2 separate regions of the Gossypium arboreum genome follow, and region 1 is linked to region 2. Evidence: chromatin contacts called from public Hi-C data. All regions are on one chromosome and are shown on one strand. Each heading gives the region's core, a stretch centred on a gene start, on an enhancer-like site or on the middle of the called end of the contact. The rest is flanking DNA. Distances are from core to core; before and after follow the strand shown. Region 1 holds the start of LOC108485553 (ATP synthase gamma chain, chloroplastic). Region 2 holds the start of LOC108486235 (arogenate dehydratase/prephenate dehydratase 1, chloroplastic).

Region 1 (3,174 bases), core at 104-2,603, 220 kb after region 2:
TCAAACTGCAAAATGGGAGAGAAATCAGCTGTCTCAGTCCTCATAACTTCTCTCTCCACCGTCAGTTTCCCTTCCCTGGTTGTCAATCTGAAGAACTCATCCTCAGCAGCATCAACACAAACACCATTTACATCACAGATTTCACCCTTTGGTGAAAGTGGAAGCAAAGTATGAATCACAGGATCAGACTTAACCAAGGATACGAATTTGGTGTACAAAAGCTCCACTTTATCGACTTCTTCACTAACAAAGAGTGAAAAAACATCATCAGCAATTGCCTGAGCTTCTTTAGCTGTAGGGAGTGAGCTACCATCTAGGAATCTGTCCACTGGGATGTAAGGCCTGCGGATGAAATATGAATTACCCTTTTTCCCCACACTGATTATTGTATAATCAAGTCCAAGCTGCTTCAATTCTGCAATTCTAGCTTCAGCTTTCTTGAGGATAGCATTGTTGAAACCTCCACAGAGACCACGATCACCAGTAACAACAACCAAAGCAACTTTTTTGACAGGCCTGACGTTTGTGAGAGGAGCATCTATGTCTTCAGTCTGGAGCTGTTCATTGATGTTGTAAAGAACTTCAACCAGGGACTCAGAGAAAGGTCTGCCATTGACAACAGCTTCTTGTGCTCTCCTAACTTTAGCAGCAGCCACAAGTTTCATAGCTTCAGTGATCTTCTGCGTGTTCTTTACTGAATCAATACGGTCTCTAAGCTCACGAAGACCACAGTGAACTGGGGTTACAGATGAGGACCTGGAAGGGTTACCGGGGGTTGAGCTCTGAGACGGGAGCTGAAAAGGGCTGATGAAAGAACGGAAAGAGAGTGAAGAAGTGTCAGAAAGAGAGGGTTTTGAGGACACCCACATTGTCAGATTTGAGCAAGACATGGTGACAATGGATCCCGGATCTCTACAAAGGATTGCAAGAGAAATTTACTCTAAAGAGAGCAAGAGAAAGAGCTTTTTCCTACAATGGCTTGTTTTTGTATTTTGATTTTTATCAAGTCTTATCCTTTTGTGTGTTGGAGAGTTGTTTCTGGTATGGAGGAAATCAGAGAGAATGTGTGGAAGTGAGAGGGAGGGAATGGATGAGGTTTTGGGATAAGGATTTTGAAATTTGTGTCCATTGATTTTTCACCATTACATCTTGATGGGGCCTTTTTGAAGTGGCAACCTCTGAATGGTTGTTTCTTGGATCCTAACTTGATAGGTTCCCTATTCTGAAAGGTATATGCTACTCCATGAATTTTGATACTTTTCAACCATACTTACAATATTTACTTGTGTTAATTTCCAGAAAATATGTGTGGAAAAGGTTATGTACCTGATAAGAAAAGCCATAGACTTTATGTTGCAAAAAAACTGATTTTCTGTAAAAATGGTTGGAGAACAGATCAAAAGAGCTTTATGATTTGAATGTCTATCATATTTCCATACAAAATAATCAAAAGATTACATTTCAGAAAACAAATGCGTTGCCTCAGACATATTGCTGGTGTTCTATACCCTGTAACAATAAGAAATGAGGGAAAATAAAGGAACAAAAAAGATGATGAAATTTCAAGGCCACACATTCATGGACCGATACATCATTAGTCAAAATTATGCAGAAGATCATTTCCAATTTAACAGGTCGAAACATCTTGCATCAGAACCGCAATGCTCCATCATCTTCCTAGATCAGTGTTGCAGGAGCTTTTTACTGTCAATGTCTACTCCTTTGAACCTATGAGATTTAAAGCTCTAAGTAATAAGAAAGGAAAGAACAGGCTAATTCAAGAACTTCCAGGCCCCTGAATCCATATCCTACTCATAAACAAAACAGAAACAATCATCATAACATCATCTTTTCCTAAAACTGTTTTTCAAGTAGAAAATTTCACATAATAATACATACAATGGCATAAATTAGCAACCTGTCGTGTTCGACAGCTGCATAATTCACTAAAATCCACACCATAGGCGAAATCTCTATATTTATTTGACATAAAGAAAAAGTTCTCAGTTGTTCATCATCTAATGACAATGAATAAGAAAGAAGGGGGAAAAAATCAAAGGCAACTGAACTAACATGAGTAAGAAAATATAAAAACTAAACTCTTGTCTCCTCATTTTCTTCCCCAAGGAGGGGTCTGACAATAGCTTGATATGTCTGTCGGGAAGGAACCACTCCGTTAAGCACCATGGAGTCATGCAATTCAATAACTTCATCTGCGCTACAATTCTTAGCAGAACATGTAATGAGCATCGTGTATGTTATAAAATCAGGAATCAGGCCATCTAGAACCATTCTCTTCGTTAGTTCTTTTGCTTGTTGAATGCACCCACACTTGCAAAGAAAGTTTATCAATGTATTGTAAGTTACTGTGTTTACAAACCTCCCTACCTTTCGCATCTCCATTAACAGAGAAAATGCCTCGTCCATATTACCACAGCTGCAATAACCGTTAATGAGAGTATTATATGTTACAGCATCAGGTAAACCCAGACTCTTTAATGAATCTATCATCCATCTTGCAGCATCCATTGACATATCCTTGCACAATCCATTAAGAATAGAGTTATATATCACTATGTTGGGCTTTTTCTCCACCTTCATCTTTTCGTAGACCCAAACAGCACTTCCTAGTTTCCCTTCCTTGCAATACCCATCAATTAAAGCACCATACGTGACCAAGTCAGGAATTAAACCATGGATGAACATGCTACCCACAAGTTGCATGGCTCCTGATAAATCATTGCTTTTACAAAGGTAATTGATGAGAATATTGTGTGAGAATGTGTCTTCAATAACATTCTTTTCCATAATCTGGCAATGAAATTTAAAAGCTTGCATCATATATCCATTTCTGCAAAGCCCCTGTATAAGAGTAGAGTAGGTGAATTGATCAGGGAATACATGCTTGTCAATCATGTCCGATAATACTAAAGAAGATCCCCCAATATCACCTTCTGAGTAAAGCCAATGGAGGATTGAATTATAAACAACTGTATTAGGCATCAAGCCCCTTTCCACCATTTCATCACACAATCTTAATGCCTCCTCCAAACACCCTCCTCGTGCATAACCATCTATCATTGCTGCATAAGACCTTACATCAGGCTTGACACCTGCCTTAATCATATCATTAAGGACCTCTTCTGCAAACGCAACTTTCCCTAATTTGCAAAA
Region 2 (3,094 bases), core at 43-2,542:
TTTATTCAAACTCATTCAAAGTAGAACCTTTCATTTAGCTATAAACACTAGAACAACAAATGGACCCATCTACATTGCCCTTCAACATATTTTAGGATTCTTTTCAACCTAAATCAAAATATTTGCATCAATACTTAAAAATATAATGAACATTATTTCCATCTATAATTTCATTAATGCTAATTTATAGAACAAACCATACCTTCCATCACATCTAAAATTCATACAACAACAACTCAATAAAATTATAGGAAGAGGATTATAAAAAAAACTAAAAATAAAACCCAATATTAGTTGAAAGTACTACAACCGAGTTAGCTTACTAGGAAGAAGATTCAAGTCCTTGTGAAACCCCCTTGAGATTGTGTTCCCATCTTTATCAATCTTCCCAGTGGGAGATGTCTTGGCCCCAGGCTTCTCGTCTTCAACAAGACAAATAGCACTTTGTGCTGAAGCACCCAAAGCACAGCATTCCAATCTAATAGGCCTCAAATCCAACACAAGCCTACCTCGGCTATACCCCAAAGCTGGTATCTCAGGAAGAGACTGAGGCTTTTGAGAACAAAAGATCGGAACACACTTCAAAGCCATCCAAAAATACAAGAAACCTCAAAAACCAAATAACACACAATGCCAATGTCCTACAATTTTTCTATCAAAAGAACAAGAAAAGGCCAAAACTTCAACCTCTCAATGAGTGAAAAAAAGAATCAAGTTTGGTGGTGCGGTGTTGTTGGTGAAACAGAGTGAGAGACAACTTGAAAGGAGAATGCAGGTTAAGTATGAATGGACCCCATAACACAAAACTACTCAAAAAAGAAAAGCCCAAACTTTTTTTTTTTTTGTTTTCCCCTTCTTTTCAACTGAAAAATTAAACAAATGCTACTGGTAATTCAAAGAACTTGGGTAGACTAGAAAAAGAAAAGGGTAGTTGGGAAAGGAAAGTTGGCTACACGTTTCCTTAGATTAGAGGGTGTTTGACGTCAAAGAAGGAAAGGAAAAAAAAACGAAGGTGAAGCCAAGCAATCCAATGAGAATCCAATCTTCATGAGTGAAACCTGGGTCCTGGGAACAACTATATCACCACCAAACCCTCCATATATGATATTAAATAGAGGAGTATAGGAAGGGTATAATCAGGGAATGGTTTTGGAAACCTGGAAATAGCCTTCCAAATTTCACAAAAATGGCTGAGCTGGCTTAAACCATAACATTAAATTGTATTGGGGAAAAAAATAAATATTAGATAGTATATTCTTCCAAATGTTTTCTGTAGCGTTATCAAAATCCAGTTCAGGCGTTACTAAAGTTATTTAGATAAAATATCTCAATTTTAGATTTTTTTTTAAAGAAATCTTATCCCTTAGTATTTTTTTCTTCCCTATTTTCATTTTTATTTTATTTACTACAACGTACTCAAATTCATATTTTTTATTTTAATAAATTTTAGTATTTCTTAAGTGAATTGTCAAATAGTACCGGAACTTTCAATTTTTATTTAAAATATTTGTTGGTAAAAAAGAAGAAGAAAGTTTTGTATTATAAGTCAATTTATGTTTTATTCTTTTATTCAAAAGTAAATAAATTAGAGCAAATTGGTTCATTTTTTTAAATATCTATCTATTTTATTATTAAAATTAGTTTATATATGTCAACATGAGGTATATGTGGCATATCATGTATAATTATTTAGTTATTTCATTAGTCAAGTCAGTTTTTAATAGTAAAAATGTATGTTTTTTAATAAAAATGATCAGTTTGCTTTTTTATTTAACTATAAGAACTAATTTAAATTAGGTTTGATCATAAATCGGGTCATTCGCCTAGGACTGAAAGCTCGCTTGAAAAAGTGAGAGAGTTAAAGACAAAAATATAGATCCAAAAAATAGACTTGGACAAAAAATAATGCCCGTTTTCTAAATGGGTTGAGCTTAATGTAAGATTTTTTTGCCTGGACTTGACCCAGCCCGAACCTACCTAAAAAAATTTTTTTGTTGCTGTTTGTTGTCATTTTGTTGTTGTTTTGCTACCATTTTGCTATTATATTTCTACTATTTTGTTGTTATTATTTGGATATTATATAACTCTTATTTTATTCTTAATTTTGCTACTATTTTAAAAATATTTACTTGCTAAGTTATAACTATCTTAGTATTATTTAAGTATAAAAACTTTTTCTAATGTATTTTTAATTTATTGGGAAATATTTATTTTAATGTTTTTAGTATATTTGATTTATTTTATTTTTAAATTTGTTTTATATAAAAATAATATAAAATTTTCAATATGGGCAGGCTAGGTGGGCTCGGGTTTAGTATTTTTTATCTGGGTCAAGTTTGAGCAAAATTTTAAGTCCATTTTTTGAGTCATGCTTGGGTATAAAATTTGATATCGACTTAGCCCATGATCAAATCTATTTTAAATTGACTCATTTTTTTGATAAAATACAATTTAATTCTTAATATAGGAACTTTTATAATACTTTTATTTAATTTTTTAATTTACCTTATTTATTAATTAAAATCAATAATATAGTACAAAATCAAGTTGTGAATGTCGTATGACAAAGGATTATCTCTAATTAGTAAGGTAATGGACCATACACTATTAATAGATTGGCACCTAAAACAAAAAGCTACAAACTAAAAACGAGGCACTAGGGCCTTTACATCAGGTAAATATCCACCTAAAGCAGACACATCGAGTTCAATTCTTCATAGCTTTGTAACATTGTTGGCTGAGTCATTTTCAATTTAACATTCTCATCACTAGACTTGATTACCATCAGGTTAGGTGGATGCAAAATTTAGGTCTATTTTTATATTTGAGTTGGTTTTAGCTTTAAATATAAATTTAAAATTTGATTTAAGTTAAGTATAAATTAAAAATGTTAAATTGAATCGACTTGACCCATTTATATTAATTTTTATATTAATTTTTAATGTAAAAATAAATTTAAAAATATAATACATTAAATACTAAAAATATTAAAATAAATATTTCTTAAAAATTGAAATACATTAAAAAATTTCTACTTAAATAACACTAATATATTTGCAACTTAACAAGCAAATGCCTCTGAAATAGTAGCAAA

What was found. Hi-C and Micro-C count contacts between places; a contact is called where the count stands out from the background.
Region 1: a Hi-C map of leaf shows a contact between it and region 2, with 7 times the contacts expected there. The contact joins the promoter of LOC108485553 here to the promoter of LOC108486235 in region 2. A contact is called at or near these places in 2 of 5 Hi-C or Micro-C datasets (both in leaf).

What each region holds. Positions count from the first base shown.
Region 1 is chr6:13,542,409-13,545,582 of ASM2569848v2, forward strand. LOC108485553 (ATP synthase gamma chain, chloroplastic) reads right to left here and starts at 1,354. Exons shown (of 1, transcript XM_053029574.1): 1 at 1-1,354. The coding sequence starts at 890. It overlaps LOC108485552 (pentatricopeptide repeat-containing protein At1g11710, mitochondrial), which reads right to left. Exons shown (of 1, transcript XM_053029573.1): 1 at 1,850-3,174. The coding sequence ends at 2,095.
Region 2 is chr6:13,325,980-13,329,073 of ASM2569848v2, forward strand. LOC108486235 (arogenate dehydratase/prephenate dehydratase 1, chloroplastic) reads right to left here and starts at 1,293. Exons shown (of 11, transcript XM_017790171.2): 1 at 324-1,293. The coding sequence starts at 591.